Regions from separate parts of the Mus musculus genome. Here all the other regions are linked to region 1. Evidence: chromatin contacts called from public HiCAR-type, HiChIP or PLAC-seq and promoter capture Hi-C data. All regions are on one chromosome and are shown on one strand. Each heading gives the region's core, a stretch centred on a gene start, on an enhancer-like site or on the middle of the called end of the contact. The rest is flanking DNA. Distances are from core to core; before and after follow the strand shown. Region 1 overlaps Rap1gap2 (RAP1 GTPase activating protein 2). Region 2 holds the start of Haspin (histone H3 associated protein kinase). Region 3 holds the start of 4732414G09Rik (RIKEN cDNA 4732414G09 gene). Region 4 holds the start of Aspa (aspartoacylase).

Region 1 (4,806 bases), core at 2,264-4,763:
AGGGGCTTGTGACCTAGAGCGCATGGCAAAGCGCCCGGCACTGCCGGTCCATCGGTTCTCCTCTAGCTTGCTGACCTGCGCTGCTCTCTGTCCTCACCTCTGGTGAAATGATCTGCCTCCTCTGTGTACATCTTCTGACCACCCTGCCTGTGTTTTCAGGACGCCTTTGTGGGTAACTGTTGAGCCCTCTGCTGTGTTGCCACTGCTTCTGCTCCTAAAGCTGTCACCTGCCAGGGAGCAACTGACATAGCCACGGCTGACAGACTGCTTAGTGGGTTTTTTAGGTGACTTCTCCTGTGGTTGCCTTTCTTCTGGATCAGTTATGGTTGTCTCAGGGACAGACCTCCATTCTCTCCAGGGTTCCGAGTCCAGGCTCTGTACACTGTTGTTTATAGCACTCAGGCCAGCTGTTACCTAACAACATGGCTGTCTTTCTCAATTCTCCTTTTGGTAATTCCCACAGACTGAGAGAAACAGCTCCCCAAAGAGTTAGCCTTAGAATTCAGGGTTTATGGACAGTGGGATAAAGAGGAATTTGCTGTTGAGCTCTCTCCTGTTTTGTTAACTCTCGTAACTAGGAGGTATTTTCTGTACCAATGAGGCACTTTCTGTTTAGCTGCAGAGAAAGCGGCATATTGGGAATGATATCGTGGCCATCATCTTTCAAGAAGAAAATACACCGTTTGTCCCAGATATGATCGCATCAAACTTCTTACATGCCTACATTGTCGTTCAGGCTGATAACCCCGGCACAGAGACCCCATCCTACAAGGTAAGGAAAAAGCCTCCATTGGGGTAGTCATGGGCCCATGTACATTCCTAGGGTTGGAGGGCTCAGTGACAGCAAGAGACACCAGTTCATTACCAGTATTGCAGTCCCCATGGTTGGCCCAGCTTCTGGGATTTGGAGCCTGGCTCTGGGTGGAGAGTGCCCTCTGAGGTCTCCATCTGCTGCTGGTAGCTTTTCAGCTTCTCATACAACAGTGAAGAAGCCCTGAGCACTGGCCACTGTGATAGCATTAGCTAGAGTAAGCCAAAGGAGGAAGAGGGGAGGAGGAGGGGGAAAGGGAAGAGGACGGGAGGAGGAGGATAAAATCAGGAGGGGAGGAGGAGGGAAGAAGTAGAAGGGGGAGGAGGGGAGAAGAAGGTGGGAGGAAGGGAGGAGGAGGGGAGGAGGAGAAGGAGAGGTGCAGAGAAAGGGGAGAGGAAGACAAGAGAAGATGAAGGCTAGAGAGGCCTCACAGACCCTGGTCTCTGCATCAGGATGGTGTGGACAAATAAACAAATTTAATTGGAAGATTTTGGTGAGAATGCAAGACCTGGGTGAGACTCATGACCGGGGACTTTTCTTTCTTTCTAAGATGAAAGCTAAAAATGTTATCCTGGTCACTGCTGGTGACACATGCCTGTAATCCCCAAATCCTGGCAGATGTGAGGGCGGGGGCAGGGGAGTCAGGAGTTTCAAGCTAGCCTGGCCTACATAGTTGAGACCCTGTTAAAAATAAATAAATAAAAAGAGGATGTGGAGGGCGTGGGAGATGAGAGAGATTAAAGGAAGTTCGATTTTAGTCAGGTATGCTGCATGCAAGTGTGTAAATAGTACATTAAACTCCATTAATATGTATAATTAGCACACGCTATTTAAAAAAGAGAAAGAAAGAAAGAGAGAGAGAGAGAGAAAGAAAGAGAGAAAGAGAAAGAAAAGGGTCACCTGCTGTAACAGGAGGAGGTGTATGGGATATAGTAGACTGTTTCGGCTCCCAGCCCTCAGCATCAGACAGAAATAGGACACACTCCTTTGTCCTCTTCACTGGCTGCTTCTTCACCTCCCTTCTTTCTCATAACCCCCCAGGGCAGCACATCTCTGTAGTCCATTGGTTTGAGGGGCCTAGGACTCATAGGAGATAGGCTGAGCTGGGGATTTTAGGGTAGGGCTAGGTAGTCTCCAAGCCCACAGAGATCTTGTGAGTAAAACCAAGTGCTGGTTTCTGTTTGTTTTTTGTTTGTTTGTTTGTTTCCTGGGAAGAGAGATCAGAGTTCAGTTCCCACAGGGTCCCCTGCATCACAGAACACTGGGTACCAGCATCTTAAGACCCCTTCCCACTACTGAGGCGGGTTTGAATTTGGAAAGATGCCCGTGTCTTCTAAGGTGCTCCCCAGAGCACCCCTCCCCCCCAGGCACTATGGGTGATGCATAAACTGTGAGGAGAACTGGGTTAGCTCCCTCAGGGCCCCCTGGCTGACACTGGGCCTTAGCTGAACCCTGAAGTAGGAGGGCCAACAATGAAAAAGGAGAGTAAAGGCGGGAGGGACCCCAGAAGACAGAATGACCGAGCAGCCTGGGGTCTCTGCTTCTGTCTCTTTGTTGATGTGTGACTGCAAGTCAGTTCCTTCCCTCTCTGGGCCTTTGTTTCTATCTTTGCAAAACAGGAAATCTGGATTTTAAAGCCTCAGGGTCCTTCTAGCCATGGCTACTTATGGGAGCAGAGACAGGCAGGATGGGGTATGGGCTGCCGGATGGTTTGGGGAACTCTGTGATGAAGGTGACCTTTTGTACATGTAGGTCGACAGGGAAAGTAAAGACAAAAAACCTGAGTGATTGATGGTGGCTTCTGCTCTGGGCCAGGCTTTGCATTACAGCAGTCTTCTTCGTCTTCTACATTTGTGTGTGTGTGTGTGTGTGTGTGTGTGTGTGTGTGTGTGCATGCGTGTGCATATGGAAATCAGAGGCCAACTTGCAGGAGTCAGTTCTCTCCTTCCACTATGTGGCTCCTAGGGATTGAACCCAGGTTGTTAGGTTTGGTGGCAAGTGCCTTTAGCCACAGAGCCGTCTTTCTAGCCCCTCGGATAGTCTTCTTGAAGTCTAACAAGGCCCATTAGTCTGCTCATAGGGAAGAGATTGAAGCTGATTGATGCTGAGGGCACTTAGAGCTGAGGCCGCAGAGCCAGGGAGCCGGGAGCTGGAAGTCTTCCCAGGAGCCTCTGGGGCATGTGAGAAACCGGCCCCGTGGGTGTGTGTGAAGTGTGGCTGGAATTGAATCACTTCTCAGGTAGGGCTATCTCATTCCCATTCACTCCAGGTTGGAAAGAGATTCCAGCTCAGCAATCAATAGGATTCCCCCATCCCTCCCTGCAGGGGCCAGTCCACCTCACTCCTGGAGTTCTGCCAAGGTTTCAAGACTTGGCTGTGAAACAGGCAGCTGGGGAGGGCCTTCCCTTGCCTATCCTGACTCCCTCTGAGCAGCCCTGCCAGTCTTCTGGGTGGCAGGCCATCCCTGGACATGGGGGTTTTGTTGGGTCTCTAGCCTTCCCTCTCTAAGCTCCCCTGGGCATCTGGTTGTAAGCCGAGAGGAGGGGGAGACCGAGGTCAGAGGAGGAGCTAGGATACGGATGGGACGTGGATGGACATTACCAGAAAGGTCTTGGGCCCTGCCCTGCTGCCCTGTGGATTTAAAGGCATTCCTAAGACCCTTACCCTGTCAGAATAGACTACTTTAATGCAGGCCTGAGGAGGAGGGGCCGGGCTAGGGAAACAGCTGGGCCTGCAGGCATCTGTGCTTTGTCCCACATGTCCCAGATACCCAGAGTGGGCAGCCAGATTCTTCTTCTGAGATGGAACAAAACAAAACAAAAACCAAAAACCTGACACACAAGCTTGATAAGTCCCCAGATTGTCTCTGTCCTCAATACCTGTGTGTCTGTGTCCCCCTTCCCAACATAACAAGTACACATGTGCACTAGACTTGGGCCACCAGTGCATGGTTGGTGGCTGGGGGTGGGGGTGGGCTGTGTCTAGCAGCTGGGGCTCAGCCAGAAATCTTGTCAGTGAACACAAAACCATTTCTTGAGACTCTGAGTACCTCAGTTTGGGCCATGTAAATGGCCTTGAGCTTGTAAGAAGAAGGCCCCATTGACCAAAGCTCTGCTTCTCCCCGCTGGACCTGGCAGGGCCCCAAGCTGCCTGCTCACCCAGTCTGGCAGACTCTTGCATCTGCCCTACTTCACAGGACAGAGTGGTTGGCAGCCTGCCAGGGCCTTCACGTCAGCCACTGCTAGTGAAGGGATAGGGCAGCCTCCCAAGAGCCCTGTAGCCTCAGGGGCTAACAGCAGGTGAAACCTAGGTACTTGCACAAGAGAGGAGGTGAGGAGTGGAAGCCACCTGCTGCAGGACCACCCTTGTGCTGGAGTCTCTGGATGGTCTTACAGTCCAGCCTCAGCATCTGGCCAGAGCCTGGATGTCCCCCATCCTCTTTCCCAGTCAATGCCCTTGGTATCTCTGTGCCCAAGCCTCAGCCAGAATGACTGGCTCCACATGTAGAGCCAGGCTTCAGACCTGGGTCACTGCCTGTGTCAACTTGCAGAGCCCCAAGCTTTCCTTGCAACCAGTATTTACTTGTTTCTTTAAAAAAATTATTTGTTGTTGATTTTGCTACTGGTGGCGTGTGTGTGTATGTATGTGTATGTGTGTGCATGAGCGTGCATGTGCACATGTGTACTTGTTATGTTGGGAGGGGGGACACAGACACACAAGTACTGAGAGAAGAGACAATCTAGGGACTTACCAAGCTTGTGTGTCAGGTTTTTGTTTTTTTAATCTGTGGAGCCATTTCTGTGGTCCAGTAGTTACCTTTTAAACACTCTGAGTTTGATTTATGGCTAGGTTAATGGGGAGTCAGAGTTGGGTTGGAGCAGTCTGGATTCTCTGTGCCCCTTTCTCTGGTTTTAGGGTGCTTGTTCCATGTCTTAGCCATCTGTTTCCTCATCAGTAAAATGAGCAGTAGTTCTCAGTTGCTTTCTCTGGGATGG
Region 2 (5,250 bases), core at 895-3,394, 1.3 Mb after region 1:
CATCCACAGTCAGTTCCAGACAGCCCTAAAACATCCTGCCTCACACACCCCTTCTCCTTCAGCCCCACTCCTAGGTCAGGAGACCACACTGCTCTCATCGGACTCTCCACACAATGGTAAACTTGACCATTTGTTCCCACCTCATAGTAAGGCCTCTCTAGAGAAAATAACATTTGAGTAATGTTATACGAAGTAACTACATTACAAAGGCCCACTGGCTACAATAACATTAGCAAGTTAAAAAATAGAAACAACACATAAGAAAGAGACAGGAGAGAAAGGGTGAAGGATTAAATACAGACCAGATCATGTAATTCTTTGCACACCAAGAAAGAAGTATGGGTTTTAAGCTAAATGTATCCAACTCTAAAGTCCACTGCTTCTGTTCATTTGGAGTTTCTGGTCCAAAGTTTTTTTTTTTTTTTTTTTTTTTTTTTCGAGACAGGGTTTCTCTGTATAGCCCTGGCTGTCCTGGCACTCACTTTGTAGACCAGGCTGGCCTCGAACTCAGAAATCCGCCTGCCTCTGCCTCTCGAGTGCTGGGATTAAAGACATGCGCCACCATGTCCGGCTTTGGTCCAAAGTTTTAAAGGAGGATCCTAATGCTAAATGAATTATTTCGTGTTTTAAAAAATATTGTGCACGGGGAGGGGGGGGGCGCGCGGCTGGAGAGAGGTCTCAGCAAATAAGAACACTGACTGCACTTCCAGTGGTCCTGAGTTCAATTCCCAGCAACCACATGGTGGCTCACAACCATCTGTAATGGGATCCGATGCCTTCTTCTGGTGTGTCTGAAGATAGCTACAGCGTACTTCTTGTATACAATTTAGAAAAAATAAGTGTGCATGTATGTGCACATATGCATGGAGACCAAGAGAGGAAGTTAGATCCTCCAACAGCTGGAGTCCCAAGTAGTTGTGAGCTGCCCAACTTGAGTGCTAGGAGCCGAAGCAACATATCCTCTGTAAGAGCGCATGCTCTGAACTGCTGAGCCACCTCTCCAGCTCTTTTTTTTTTTTTTTTTTTTGGTTTTTTTCGAGACAGGGTTTCTCTGTAATAGCCCTGGCTATCCTGGAACTCACTTTGAAGACCAGGCTGGCCTTGAACTCAGAAATCCGCCTGCCTCTGCCTCCTGAGTGCTGGGATTAAAGGTGTGTGCCACCACGCCTGGCCCTCCAGCTCTTGAAGAACTATTTGTACTGGTTAGGGGGGAAGCCAAGACAAAGAGGGCATGTCCAAGGTTATGCAACAGGCCAGAGACGGTGACCTAAATTACAGCCACATCAATAGAGACAGAGAGAAGTGATTTCATATGTATTCTGAAGGTGGGATGGCAGGGTTTGCTGCTGGGATACACTTGGGGATGAAACAAAGAGGTAATCACAGGTCATTCCAACATGTCTTAGTATGGAAAAAGATTAAAATCCCTACTAAGTAACTTGCTAAGAGCTGTTTGAGACAGGCCAATCAAATGATCTATTTTGAACGGCACCTTTCAGATGCTATTATCCTTTCTTAGAGGATAGGTCCTCTAGGATTGGACGACCCAATCTGCAGTCTCTCAGTCTCAAGTACCTGCTTAGTGTGGCCCACGGAGATCTCTGCGGCCACGGTTACATTTTCTTTATTAGATGTGATAGCACAGACCACTGAATGCCATTCTTTTACATGCTGCAAAAGCAAAAGGTGAGTCTGCTTACTCCCTTTTCGTGTTTTAGGATTGAAAATCTGAATATCTAAGATAGGGCATCCAAGGTCCCAGAGCAGACATTTGAGCAAGTCCCCTTCGCCCAAGCCAAGTGTCAGTTATCCTGGCAAACAGGACCAGAGAGGCTGAAAGTCTCAGAAAGAACACTGCAGAAGCAGTCACCCTCTCAAGAGGCTCTCCACATCCCTCTCTCGGGCTCTTGAGACGACTTCGCTCACCTGCACAGGATCGCTTCCACACGCAGGCTCTTGACTCTGGGTGCACTCAGTGTGGTCCTGAAAAGAGAGCCTTTGCTGAGCCACCCTGAGCTCCAAGTCCCGCTAGGCATCTGCCCCCTGCCGGCTTCCGGGAGGTCAGGCAGGCTGCGCAGCCGAGGGCCGGCGCTAGGACCCAGCGGGCCGACGGGCGCTCGCGCGCTCGCCGCAGTCTCGCGGTGTTTCTGTTTGAAACGCCGGGCGGGCGCTCGCTATGGCACAGGCTCACCCGCGGTCGGGTACCCGGCTCTTTCGAACGTACGCGGCGAGGGGCGTCCGGGGGTCGCAGCGGCAGCCTGGCGGGCTGGCTGAGCAATGGTTCCAGCCGCCGAACCTGAAGCGCGCCTTCAGCAGCAGCCTCAGCGACAGTAACGAGTCGCCGGCTGTCGCTTCCGACGACCCGGACGACCCCGACTTCCCCGGCAGCCTCGTGGGCCAGCGGCGGAGGCGTCCTCGGGGCAGCGGCTCCCGGAACCAGCGGACCCTGACAAACACTCCAAGAGTCCAAAGGCTGCGACCTCGGCTCCCGCAGAAGTGCAGCACCCCGTGCAGCCGGCTGCGACCGCCACCTTTCCCCAACTGCAGCCCGGGCTGCCTCGGGTCGGACCACAGTGTGTGCATCCAGTCCAGGGACAGCAACGAGCTGGGCACCAGTGCCTCCCTCTTCAGCTCTCCGGCCTCGCCCGGAGCCCCCGACCCTTTGTATGCTGACTCTGCAGTCCCCGGGAGCTTCCACTTGCCGGCAGCCTCCCTAAGTGAACCGTCTGTGCCCTGCCCCCAGGTGGCAGCAACCGGTGACAGGTACACCGGGAGGGCCCTCCGAGCCGAAGCCAGCTTCAGGTCATCTCTCTTTAGCCTTGTGAACTCAGGGGCCACAGAAGAGAACAAGTTTGGGACAGATGGGGAGAATGTGAAGGAATCGTGTTGTGAAAGAAGACAGCAGATGGGAAACAGACTAACGGACCCTGATCTGACAAGCCCGGGAAAGAGAAAGGCCGCGTGTAAAAAGGTTGTGTCCCAAGGAGTCGACCAGAGAGACTATGAGGAGTCCAGTGCTTGCAAAGACCTTCGTGTACCAGGGGAAATCAGCAGGCCTAAGAGAACTGGGCCACTCCGGAAGAGGAAACAGCAAGAAGCAACGGGAACCCCTCCCCGCCACTACCACCAATCTAAGAAGAAAAGGAAAGCGTCAGTCTCCTTATGGAACTTGAATACTAGCCAGAGGGATTCTTGGACCAAAACCAGAGCCTCCTTCGGTTTCCACAAGAAGAAAATTATAACCAGTGTGATAGAGGTATGCAGTTCTGTTGCCAGTTCTTCCTCCAGGTCCCTCCTGTCTGAATGTTCGACCCCTCCTATCAAGAACAGAGCACACCTTACTGTTTCTTCTCGATGCTCTTCTGTGTATTTGCTAAGTCCCTTAAAGACCCTGCATGTCACAGACCAAAGGCCATCTTATGCTGAAAAGGTTTATGGGGAGTGTAATCAGGAAGGGCCCATCCCCTTTAGTGATTGCCTTTCCACGGAAAAACTGGAACGGTGTGAGAAGATTGGGGAAGGAGTGTTTGGAGAAGTGTTTCAGATAATTAACGACCAAGCACCTGTAGCCCTAAAAATCATTGCTATTGAAGGGTTAGATTTAGTCAATGGGTCCCACCAGAAAACCTTTGAGGAAATCCTGCCGGAGATCATTATCTCCAAAGAGCTGAGTCTCTTGTCTAGTGAGGCCTACAACCGCACAGAAGGCTTTATTGGGCTGAACTCAGTACACTGTGTTCAAGGGCTTTACCCTCCCTTGCTGCTGAAAGCCTGGGATCACTATAACACAACCAAAAGATCTGCCAATGACCGGCCTGACTTTTTCCAGGAAGACCAGCTCTTTATTATCCTGGAATTTGAGTTTGGTGGGGTTGACTTGGAGCGAATGAAAACCAAGCTGTCCTCTGTGGCGACTGCAAAGAGCATTCTCCACCAGATCACTGCATCTCTGGCTGTGGCAGAAGCATCCCTGCACTTTGAGCACCGGGACTTACACTGGGGAAATGTGCTCTTAAAGAAAACCAACCTCAAAGAACTCCGCTACACCCTCAATGGGAAAACGAGCACCATTCCCACCCATGGGCTACAGGTCAACATCATTGACTACACCCTGTCCCGCTTGGAGCGGGATGGGATTGTGGTTTTCTGTGATATCTCCGCTGAAGAGGACCTATTTACAGGTGAGGGTGACTACCAGTTTGAGATCTACAGGCTCATGAGGAAGGAGAACAAAAACTGCTGGGGTGAGTATCACCCTTACAATAATGTGCTGTGGCTGCATTACCTCACAGACAAGATTCTGAATAAGATGAAATTTAAGACTAAATGCCAGAGCGCAGCCATGAAGCAAATAAGGAAAAACCTGCAACATTTCCACAGGACTGTACTGAGTTTCAGCTCTGCCACGGACCTGCTCTGCCAACACAGTCTATTTAGGTAAGCCAGGAACTTAGACTTTCAGAGCCTCTTTAAGTACACTTTTAGGCCTCTGGTACTAATCTCTGCCACTAGAGCCAGATGGAGGTGAAAGCACATCCTTAAGAGTTCCTGTCAGCTTCTTAAAAGAGAACTGTGTTTTTCAAAAGGTAACCAAAACATTTGTTGACATGATTAAACTTGCTTTTAACAAATGTTCCTCTTTTTTAAAAAAAAAAATAAACTAGACAGAGGACAAGTGGACACATCTTTAAGTCCTCGTCCTGTCAGCAGAGTCTACAAGTCTGATGTTGCTGGTTTTTGAGCCTTGATACTTGGTGTAGGATGAGCAAAACCAAGCCTCAGCTGTGGTCCTTACTGCTCTTGATGCTGTTGTCAAGATGCAGAGCAGAGAGCAAGAGACTAGAGAGTCAAAACCAAGAGAAAGTATGGAAAATGTTTATCCGGTTCACTCCCCAATCACAGGAGCAGAATTTATAGAATTTCAACAGGAAAATAAATGTCTCTGTGGCTCTCATGTTTGAGATTTGGCTTATTTTCATCAAAGAAAGGGAATTACGATTCTGCTTTAAAATCTTAATGTCTAATTTCCTTCCGACTGTTTCTCCTAATATTTTCCCATAATTAGCCTTGTTTTTTCTTCTAAAGCTTATCTTGGTTTTTGTTTTGTTTTTTTGGTTGGTTGGTTGGTTTTTTGAGACAGAGTCTCTGTATAGCTCTGGCTCTCCAAGAACTCACTCTGTAGACCAGGCTGGCCTCTGAATTCACAGAGATCCACCTGCCTCTGCCTCCTGTGTGCTGGGATTAAAGGGG
Region 3 (5,427 bases), core at 925-3,424, 1.4 Mb after region 1:
ATAAAATCACCAAGTTCTGACCTCCACTGTTCTCTCACTACTTCCAGAGGTCTCCCTACCCCAGATTAATATATCACCCCTCCCTCCACACCAGTTGCTAACAGGAGGATTTCTAATATGTTCGGAGTTTGCCTCTAGTGTGGATCTGGGGAGTAGATAGACACACTGACTCCTGGTATGCAAATCCAGAGTCATGCATCCCTGCTACAACGATTCACTGGGTATCTGCAATATAAGAACGAGGAGGTAAACCAGTAGACCCCCAAAGACAAAGTCCCCACTCTCACCATTTGCTTTCCAGTAGAGTCATGAAGCAACAAATAAGAATGCTAGCAATAAATACATGATAGGTGCTGTGGGATGCCCTGGGAAGACAGCTACTACAACAAGACAGGGCAGGAGCAAGATGCTAGGGACACAATTGATGTAGCGCAGAGAGGGTTTGTACACAATGCAAGCTCTAAGCAGCTTTGGAAGGAGAAAGGCGGTACACAGTGTAGACACTTGGAGAACAGCAACTGGAGCCAGAGGGACTGGCCCATAGGTGCAAGTGCCATGAGGTGGGACAGTGCTTGCTCTGTATGAAGACCAGCACAGCAGATGTGGCTGCAGTGGAAAGTTCCTTAGTGGAGGTGTGCATCAGGAGAGAAGCTAAGGTCCACTTACACTGGCCTCGGGGGTGTTTTCCTGGCGGAGGCGACATTGTGACCACTAAGCAGGATTCCCAAGGGAGAAATGGGAGTTCACCCTGTGTCTAAAAGAGATCCCTTCCCAACGTGATAGCAATAGAGTGCTTCCCAACAGGCTTGGTTTAGGGTTTGTGAACAGAAACCAGAGGCCTCTAACACCAAAGGAGTCTTTAAGCAGGGAAGCAATTCACTTGGATAAGGTTTAAAATAAGCCCCAGTCCTGGTCTGAGGACTGGGCGTGGGGGACCAAGGAGCAGGTAGTAGGGTCTAGAACAGTCTGACCCACAGCGTATGTTGGATGGAAGAGGTAGAGATGCGCAGAAGACCCAGCCTCTTCCTTTTCCCTGGGATTTTCAAGGACACAGCTGTGCGCTTCTCTCACACCCTGAACCTGGCCAAGACAAAGAGAGGAGCTCACTGGGACACAGTCCTGGGACCCAAGGCATGTGACAGCTAGCTCTGCTCACTCTGTAACACCCTCAAGACAGACACACACCCCTTCCCTGACAGATGTAATCCTTGTCCTCGTGACCGGTGCTCACACACCACTCCATCCTGAAACGCACCCCTCAGGTACACAGGCACACTCTTGTGTCCACGTGACGCACGCACACCCGCCTCCAAACACCACACACAGCTCCCCGCGCACGTGTGCACCCTCGGAGCACCAATCCTGTACCCACCAGACCCAGAAACCACAGCGCCGCCTCCGCCACCCTCACTCAGTCAGGGGACGACTGCGCAGCAGCTGAAGTCGCTCGCTGCATCCGTCCCATTCATCACCCCGCCCCCAGCTCTCCACGGAAGACTCACGGGAGGGCTGTGGGAGAAGCGCTCTGCTGAGATCCACACGTGGGTGCACCCGTCCAGGCCCACTCCGAATAGACACGGCCTCCACCCAGAGCCGGGCCCAAGGCACCGCGCGCGCGGGGCTTCTATGCAGTCCCACAGACAGCAGCTGCGGAAGAAACGCAGGTGGTCGGGCACCCGCATAGCTGGCTTAGACAGATGCGGGCTCAGGGAACCATCCCGAGGACCTGGCCCTGCAGACACAGCGGGAATCTCTGCACACCAGATTCCGGCTGCCCACGTAGACCCGGCCTTGTAGACCACCCTTCTACAGCCCGTTGGCTGCACAGGGCGGCTCAGCCGTCCGCACCCCAGTTTCCAACTCCAAGTCCCGGCTGCTGACCCCTACCTAGGCACCTGGCGACAGTCTCTGCGGTGGGCACCAGGCTCGCTCCCGCTGTGCGCGCCCCGCCCTGCCCGCCTTGCCGGGCTAGGATCGCCCGGCTCAACCCGCTGGCGCCGCAGCTCCAGGCTGCGCTCGCTCCCCCCGCCCGCCGCCGCGCCGGCCCACGATCATTGGCTGTGCCGCGCAGCGCCCCGCAGAGATGTCCAATCAGAGTCCGGTCCTCCCGCCCAGGGGTAGAGGGGGCGGGTCTCGACGGGATCGGGAGGAGGTGGCTCGGGAGGGGCCCTGCGGATGGGCCCCGACGCGTCACGCCCCCGGCGCCCGCAGACAAGCAGGCTCGGGGAACCCGATGTCCCTCAGGCCACGTCGTGGGCCCCTCAGCCTGGCCTGAAGCGTACGATGCTTTTTTCGAGTCCTCAATCCGGTGTCCTAGTCTCTAGAGGCAAGAGCATCCCTCCTTCGGGATGAGGCCCGGTGCGTACCAAGGAGAGGCTAGGTAGAGGCCCTGGGAGAAGGGCCTGGAGTTGAGTGTTCTCCGGGGGGGTTGGGGGAGGGAAGGAGGAGGGAGATTCGTCAGAGTGCTGGGGTGGGGCGGCACTCAGGTTTGGAGAGGAGCAGGAGGTGACTGGCTGGGCTGAGGGAATGAAAAAGAGCCCTCCAGGACCAAGTGGCCTTGACTGTGGTTATGCCTGGGGACTGCCCTCACAGACTCCTGGTTCAATCCTGCTATTATTAGTCTATTGGAGATGCCCCACATCACTGCTTGCCTCAAACTCAGACCCATGTTGCTATCTCCAACCTGGTCTCACCTGTGTCTCTGTCTTAAACAGGAGTTAGAAACCAGGAGTTAGAAACCAGGAGTTACCTGTGTAGCAGGTTTTCTGACCCAACCGGGTGTAGCACAAGGATCTGCCATGTTGCCTCTTAAGATCCCTAAAGTCTCTCTCTCTCTCTCTCTCTCTCTCTCTCTCTCTCTCTCTCTCTCTCTCTCTCCCCACCATCTGCCCCTCCCTGAACTCGACCACCACGGTCATGCAGTATACCTCCACTTGATTAGTGCAGCAGCCCCACCCCTCACCCCAATCCAGTATCACTTCCCATTAACCTTTCTGGGACAACCAGAACAGGCACTAGGAACACCAGAGAGCTGCCTCTTAGGATCTTCCACTGCTTGCCACTAAGTCCCCTCAAGCCCTCCATAGCTCACCCCTCACCACTTGCCTGCCTAAACCCCACTTGTCTTTTGGCACTTAGTTCAATGCCTCTGCTGCTAGGAAGCCTTCCCCATGACCTTCTGGATACCTGGAATGCCCAGCAGCCCTTTCTCAGTGCTTTCCAGATCTCAGCACCTCTTCACCTGAGTCCTGTCTGGACTAAGAACTCTTGAGAGCAAGGGTCGAGATGAATTCGCCCAGCACAGCCTGACCTCCTGATGCATGCCCAGCATGTATTTGTTGAAATGAATAATTGGGTCCAGTAACTGGAGGATTGGATCTATAGGGCTGGAGTTCAGGAAAGAGCTGGGCTACAGAGACTCCTCCCCCCACCCCCAGTTTTGAAGATTGAATCCAGGGCTTCTTGCATTCTAAGCAAGGATGCTACTACTGAGCTATACCCCAATATTGAAGAGATGGTTTTGAGAGTCCTTGAGGATCCAGTCATAATTCTAATGGAAAGGCTCAAACAGATCAACTGAAGCAAGGCTGAGAGGATCAGATTAAGATCTAGGCAACAACAACAACAAATCTTACATATATATAAATCTTGAAAAACAGTTCTGGGCTGGTATGATGGCTCTGCTCCACAAAAGCCTTTGAGATGTGGCTCTCTCCACTCCCTGCACCAGGAAGCCCTGGAGATGGCCTTTGACCTCGTGATTCTGAATAGGGGCTGGAACTCCAGTTATCACGTATGCATTCCAGGTTTTGGAATGGAGAAAAATAATGAAGGGTCGATGCTAACTCTTTATTTTATGTGGGTGACTGTTTTGCCTACATGTATGCCTATATGTGCATCTGTGTGTGCTTACGGAGAGTTGTGAGCCACTGTGTGGGTGCTGGGAACTGAATCTGGCTCCCCTGTAAGAACAGCATGTGCTCTCAACCACTGAGCCATCTCTCTACCCCAACAGTAGCTCTTTTAAAGACAGCGCCACGGAACATTCCCTGTGCATCCCACTAACGTGAATTTTGTCACATAACCAGACCAGGTAGCAAGAGCAAGAACATGAAAAGGGGCCGGGCAGTGGTGGTGGATCCCTTTAATCCCAACACTCAGAGGCAGACGCAGGTAGATCTCCAAGTTCAAGGCCAGCCTGGACTATAGAGCGAGTTCCAGAACAGCCAAGGCTACACAGAGAAACGTATCTCGAAACAAAGCAAAGCAAAACAAAACAAAAAAAGGAAAGAAAGGGGAAAAAACCTACCACCACCACCAACAACAAATGCAACCTCCATCATAGGCAGCCAAAAGCCCAACCAAGGAGCAAGGATTATAGCACCAAGAAACCAAGAAGACCCTGTGTGTGTGTGTGTGTGTGTGTGTGTGTGAGTTCCAGAGACAATGTATATCAGGCACTGCCTTGGGCACTTCACATGTATTACCTCAACCCTAGCAGAGGTTGCCACCAGTACCCAGACACACCGAGGAGCCTTGGAGAGAAGCCACTTACCAAAGACACAGGGTGAGCCATATGAGAGCTGTAAGAGGCCTTCTTCCCCTACACTCCATGCCTGCCGGGAAACCAGGAGAGGCTGCACTGGGGTACCACTAGAACGAATCTTTGAAAAACGGTTAAATGCTGGGAGCCAAACAAGATGCAGGACCAAGTGTCCCCGTGGCTTTTACATCAAGGACTCTGCTGGTGACCTTGGCAAGGGCATCTGGAAGGGATGGGGGGTGGAGGCCAGTTACTGAGAAGGGCAAACTGGTCTTTCTGGAAGGGTGGCAACGAGGAGGGAGTAGGCTGCTCTACAGGGCAACATGAGCCAGAGAAGGAGGCAAGAGAGGAAGACGTGCAGAGCACAGGCTAAGAGAGAGGAGGCCGCCTTGGCCTGAGGTACTATTTTTCCTTCCACGCAGGAGGAAAGGAACAGTAGGCACAGACTGTGGAGACTACAAAAGAGGAGGATGGAAGGTTCTTGGCTGGGGAAGCTGGCAGAAGGCCAAGGTCTGAGAGAACAACTGGTCCATGCTGTCCACTCTGCTAGCCGCCACTACATGTAAAATAGCTACATACAGCTATTCTAGTGAATTAAAAGTAAATCAGAACTGGGTATAGTGCCGAGTATCTGTGATCTTAGCATTTGAGAGGCTGAGGCAAGAGGATCATGTGTTTAAAATCATGCCACATAATCATGCCACATAACAAGGCATTGTTTTGTTTTGTTTTGTTGAAACAAAACTAAAAAGTGAAATGACTCCAGGCCCTCACTGGCTACCCTTGGCAAGTGGCCACCATATTGGACAGTACAGATCCATCACTATGAGTAGTTGTGCTGGACAGACTGGTCTAGACAGAGCAGGGGTGGAGGTACTTAGCAG
Region 4 (4,766 bases), core at 105-2,604, 1.1 Mb after region 1:
ATAAATAGAGTAAGCAGACATCTGTGGGGAAAAATTACATATAAGCCTACCCTTATGATAAATGATTGCTTTATTGTGTCCTTAGGAAACAACTTAGTATGGTTTCATGTGGTGTGTGTGTGTGTGTGTGTGTGTGTGTGTGTGTGTGTGTGTGTGTGAAAATATATAATATTTCCTGTACTTTAACATTCTTGGCTTTCTGAGTGATTGAGCTTGAAATCAAGTAAGATTTGGTTCAGAGTCATTTCTCCAACGCTATGTAATCACCTTATCCTGGATTAGTTCCCCTAGTAAGACCCCCCACTTTAGGACAACACATTCCAGAAGAAAGTCTTTGATGCCAGTAAATGAGATCATGTCTGTATACCTCATACAATGTGGTTAAAATATATGTAATATATATGTAATATATGCTTCTATGTCGTTTTTGTATATATTATGTTGCAAAATATTTTCAGGTATTTAAGAGATTTGAATATTACTGGCAGCTGCTTTTCATTTGGTATTTAGACAACTTAAAAAAAAAAGACATCATAGAATTACCAAAAGCCTCATGAGACAAAAGTTAAAGATGTTTCAAAGTCACTTTTTAAAAATATTTTTTTAGCCGGGCATGGTGGCACATGCCTTTAATCCTAGCACTTGGGAGGCAAAGACAGGTGAATTTCTGAGTTCGAGGCCAGCCTGGTCTACAAAGTGAGTGCCAGGACAGCCAGGGCTATACAGAGAAACCCTGTCTCAAAAAAAAAAAAATAATAATAATAATAATTTTTATTTCATTCATTATTTGCGTGTAAGAGACAGAAGAGAAAGAGAGAGAACAGGTGCACATATGTGGCAGTCAGAGGACAACTTTCAGAAGTTGGTTCTCTCCTCAGGATTGAACTCAGCAACATTTTTGCCTGCTGCGTTTCTGCCATGCTCTATGTCACCCACCCTATCATGACTGGGCTCTTGTGCCTCTGCTGTGGACAGCTATGCTCAAAGAAAGGAGCTGTGCTGTTCAAGAGGAGGTCAGAGACATCAATGCCTTCAGATCAGCAAAAGTGCTTACTTTGGAAATGTTTTAAATGTCAGTGGGAACAAAAACACTGAATAAACCATATTGTTATATTTGGGAGGATTGGGCTTAATGTGGTATTATTTTATAAATAATCATTCTGAACAGAAGACAGGATTTTTATAGCAGGGGATGCTAGCACAATTGTACTTCGATCTGCTGACCATCTGAGTTAGAAGTTAACAGCTGCATCACGATCCTTGATCCTTGCATATTTTAATCCAAATATGGTCAAGGGAGGGGTTACAGAAGGGAGTGTCCATAGAATAAACAGGCTGGGAAGTTGTGACAGAAACAGTTGTGAAGTCAGTTCTCAAGAGAGCTCTGTATTTTGCACTTCTCAATTAGATCTAAACTTGGAAACTTTTCTCAGAAGTTAACTGTCCTTTGACCTCTTCTCTTCTGAATTGCAGAAATCAGACAGGATCTTGGTATTTGTTAAAATGACCTCTTGTGTTGCTAAAGAACCTATTAAGAAGATTGCCATCTTTGGAGGGACTCATGGAAATGAACTGACCGGAGTGTTTCTAGTTACTCACTGGCTAAGGAATGGCACTGAAGTTCACAGAGCAGGGCTGGACGTGAAGCCATTCATTACCAATCCAAGGGCGGTGGAGAAGTGCACCAGATACATTGACTGTGACCTGAATCGTGTTTTTGACCTTGAAAATCTTAGGTAAGACTGTTCTCTAGTCTCTGAGGGTATATATAGGTGAGAAGTGTTAGTCATTGGGAAAGAGAACGTGTAAATGCTCCTAGTAAGTAGTCAGATCCACACATAGAACATCTGTGGTGAATAAGATCACTTTCACTTTTAATCATGCTGCTTTACAAATTATGCAACTACACAAACTGGGCACTCACGCGCTCTAATCTTCTTTTTGCTCTATGCCATCCAGTATACAGCAAAAAATAAGAAATATATGTAGTTTTGACTCATCTGACTTGAAAGACACAAATATAATAATCCTCTATGTAAATTTGTGTTGAGCAACATGTAAAAATAAAAATCTAAATTCTCAAAAAAATAATAATAAATGACTGTTTGGTCGTTATACCGGTAAACATACTGTTGTGTGGGAAACTCACCACCATGCTTTCTTGTAGGTTTGTCTTCCTCACTATGTCCAGTGAGGAAATTATGACATTTTGATTAGTACTTTTTGAATGAAAGGGTGAGTAAGCACCAGGAATATGCCTTCTTCATTGCAGATATGATTTCCAGGCAGTAAAGACTCTGGTACAAACTAATAAAAAATAGCTAGATAATAGAAATATATGGACTTATGGTTTGGGCTTTTTTTTTTTTTTTTGGTTTTTGGTGTTTGTTTGTTTTTTGGTTTTTTCTAGAGGGTTTCTCTGTGTAGCCCTGGCTGTCCTGGAACTCACTCTGTAGATCAGGCTGGCCTTGAACTGTACTTATGTTTTAAAAATATGGTTGAGAGACTCAGTAGAGAAGTTGTTCTAAACCATTATCGTGTATAGAACAACCTAGAGGTTCTTCTGTTCCTTAGCCACACTGACAGGCTGGATGAGGTACTGAACACAGACACATGCATCAGGGACAGGCAGTATTGTACACAGACAGACACAGCAGTGGGGATAGGCAGAGGAAAGGAGAAGAAACGGGTGAAATAATAAAAACCATGAGTAAATAATAATAATAATAAAACCCTTTGTAAATTCTTGTATCTATAAGATTTTGTCCAGACAGCCCCCAGCCTGCAATTCTAGCTGCTTGGGAAGCTGAGGCAGGAGGCAATCCTCCATCCTTGGCTGCAGAATAAATTCAAAGCTAGCCCACTTGAGAGTATTGTATTGTGATGTCAACACTTGTTCCAGAAAAATGCATGTAAGTATGTTTGTGTAAGTTTGTGGTTTGTCATTTGTAAACTGTGTCCCTGATCCAGTAGTCATTCCCAGTCTTCGATGTAAAATACCCAATGAAGACATGAGCACCAGGGTTTGACTCCCTCCTTTCACTAGCACCATAGTGCTGGGGATGGTACAATTAATAAGCAGTGCACCATAACTACAAGCAAGTGCTTATAAAATTAAAGGGTATATTTCATTCAAGGTTGAAGTCACGTGGTAAATTTTCTTTGTGAAGCCCTACCTGAGATCAGCCACATAAATAAACCTAACATTTTATGAGCATGCCAGTGCAGCACCGGACATATGGAATCAGTTGGAAAAAAAGTGCAGAGGTTTTTTTGTCATTTGCAGAGGTTTCAGATAAGTTTTCATGTCCCTCATGGATTTGTTTTGGTTTGTTTGCTTTTTCAAAAGAAACTGTGTGTAACTGCTGTCCTAGAACTAACTCTCTGTTTCTCTCTGTCTCTTTCTGTCTCTGGCTCTGTCTCTCTCTGTCTCTCTGTCTCTCTGTCTCTCTGTCTCTCTCTCTCTCTCTCTCTTTCTCTCTCTCGACTGGATGGGGCTCAAAAGTCCACCTAAAGATCTACTTCAGAGACTCACTTGCCTCTGCCTCCCTAGTGTTGGGATTAAAGGCATGTGCCACCACTGCCCGGCTTTCCTCTTTAATTTTTAATATATAAGGTTTACAGCTCGTTCTTTGTGTACTGTTTCTGTTTTATGTTTATGTTATCATAGCCATAGACATTGTTAATCTTTTTCTTTCTACTAAAACAGCAAAGAGATGTCTGAAGACTTGCCATATGAAGTGAGAAGGGCTCAAGAAATAAATCATTTATTTGGTCCAAAAAATAGTGATGATGCCTATGACCTTGTTTTTGACCTTCACAACACCACTTCTAACATGGGTTGCACTCTTATTCTTGAGGATTCCAGGAATGACTTTTTAATTCAGATGTTTCACTATATTAAGGTAATCTCAATGTTATTGTGTTATATTAGGATCCTTACTTTTAAGTCATTGAAAGATGTCAAGAAGACAGGAAAGAGAAATGGGTTATATTCCATAGCAAAATGGGAGGCTGGATGAGGTATTGTACAAAGATACAGAGGCAGTGATGATAGGGAAAAGAAAGTAAAATAATAAACACGGTAAGTAAAATAATAAAACATCTATGAATACTTGAATTTATAGAGCTAAAAATTCTATCCAGATGGCCACTAAACATGTAGTATTTGTTAAAACTAAGTAAAAATAATACCAAATTTTAAACAATACAGTTGAAGCATCTCCATTGTGGAGCCTTAGAAAGATCATGAAGAGACCACTCAGTGTTGACTAAAGTCCTAGGATAGAGAGACTTGGTTGTGTAGTGTCTTGCCTTTGGCCCACTTGGTTCCTGTGCACTGACACATCTTTGAATGTTTTATGAGTGCATCAAGACTTCAATCCTGGCAGAAAATCAGTGTCAGGCCCAGGCACTTCAGCTGAAGTTCCAAAAGTGTAGTCCACTTGACCCGTCCAGCAGGTCCAGTTATTCAAGGGTCTCGAGGGGACCTTCTCCTAATAACCAAATGGGGGGGGTAGAGAGAGATAAGGGTCTTGTGCGAATAACGACATGGAAACCGTTCTGGATTGCATCAAGACCCCCAATGTATTGAGAAAGGCCCAAGGCTTAAACACACAAGCAAAAGGGAAAGTACAGATACTTATCAGCGGGAGGGGTGGGGCAATAATAGCAAAAGGAGAAGTACTTATCAGTGGGGAGGAGCAATAGAATTGCACATTCTTTAGGCAGTTACACGAGGAAGCAGGAACTTGACGGTATCAGGG

The links. Promoter capture Hi-C pulls out the DNA fragments that hold promoters and counts their contacts. HiCAR-type assays count read pairs that join an accessible place to other places. HiChIP or PLAC-seq counts read pairs in DNA pulled down with a chosen protein or histone mark.
Region 2: a contact with region 1 is called in a promoter capture Hi-C map of the C10 cell line, with 17 times the contacts expected there. The contact joins the promoter of Haspin here to the enhancer-like site in region 1. A contact is called at or near these places in 12 of 39 promoter capture datasets (the 3T3-L1 cell line, the C10 cell line, cranial neural crest and 7 more), 4 of 115 datasets of contacts at active chromatin or transcription factors (the 230-238 cell line, large pre-B cells, pro-B cells and 1 more) and 1 of 9 other capture datasets (macrophages).
Region 3: a contact with region 1 is called in an H3K27ac HiChIP or PLAC-seq map of stem cell-derived neural progenitor cells, with 10 times the contacts expected there. The contact joins the promoter of 4732414G09Rik here to the enhancer-like site in region 1. A contact is called at or near these places in 5 of 39 promoter capture datasets (cranial neural crest, frontonasal cranial neural crest, liver and 2 more), 4 of 115 datasets of contacts at active chromatin or transcription factors (embryonic forebrain, embryonic limb bud, embryonic midbrain and 1 more) and 1 of 9 other capture datasets (liver).
Region 4: a contact with region 1 is called in a HiCAR-type map of astrocytes, with 8 times the contacts expected there. The contact joins the promoter of Aspa here to the enhancer-like site in region 1. A contact is called at or near these places in 7 of 39 promoter capture datasets (the 3T3-L1 cell line, the SN4741 cell line, cranial neural crest and 3 more), 5 of 115 datasets of contacts at active chromatin or transcription factors (astrocytes, embryonic stem cells, kidney and 1 more) and 2 of 9 other capture datasets (adipose tissue and embryonic stem cells).

Annotation. Positions count from the first base shown.
Region 1 is chr11:74,408,263-74,413,068 of GRCm38.p6, reverse strand. It overlaps Rap1gap2 (RAP1 GTPase activating protein 2), which reads left to right. Exons shown (of 25, transcript NM_001015046.3): 14 at 617-772. Among named protein-coding and RNA genes, the nearest start is that of Olfr412, 46 kb to the right of the region's middle. Within about 2 kb of position 3,513, at least 133 of the 459 cell types and tissues checked have an H3K27ac peak or open chromatin away from gene starts, as enhancers often do. A contact at or near this core is called in adipose tissue, astrocytes, embryonic forebrain and 2 more, where this site is marked.
Region 2 is chr11:73,135,188-73,140,437 of GRCm38.p6, reverse strand. Haspin (histone H3 associated protein kinase) reads left to right here and starts at 2,144. Exons shown (of 1, transcript NM_010353.2): 1 at 2,144-4,954. The coding sequence starts at 2,177. The coding sequence ends at 4,441. It overlaps Itgae (integrin alpha E, epithelial-associated), which reads right to left. Exons shown (of 31, transcript NM_008399.3): 27 at 1,927-1,983; 28 at 1,576-1,671.
Region 3 is chr11:73,015,588-73,021,014 of GRCm38.p6, reverse strand. 4732414G09Rik (RIKEN cDNA 4732414G09 gene) reads left to right here and starts at 2,174. Exons shown (of 3, transcript NR_152202.1): 1 at 2,174-2,358; 2 at 4,502-4,567; 3 at 4,966-5,159. It overlaps Camkk1 (calcium/calmodulin-dependent protein kinase kinase 1, alpha), which reads right to left and starts at 2,027. Exons shown (of 16, transcript NM_018883.3): 1 at 1,888-2,027.
Region 4 is chr11:73,321,225-73,325,990 of GRCm38.p6, reverse strand. It overlaps Aspa (aspartoacylase), which reads left to right and starts at 1,354. Exons shown (of 6, transcript NM_023113.5): 1 at 1,354-1,736; 2 at 3,710-3,905. The coding sequence starts at 1,504.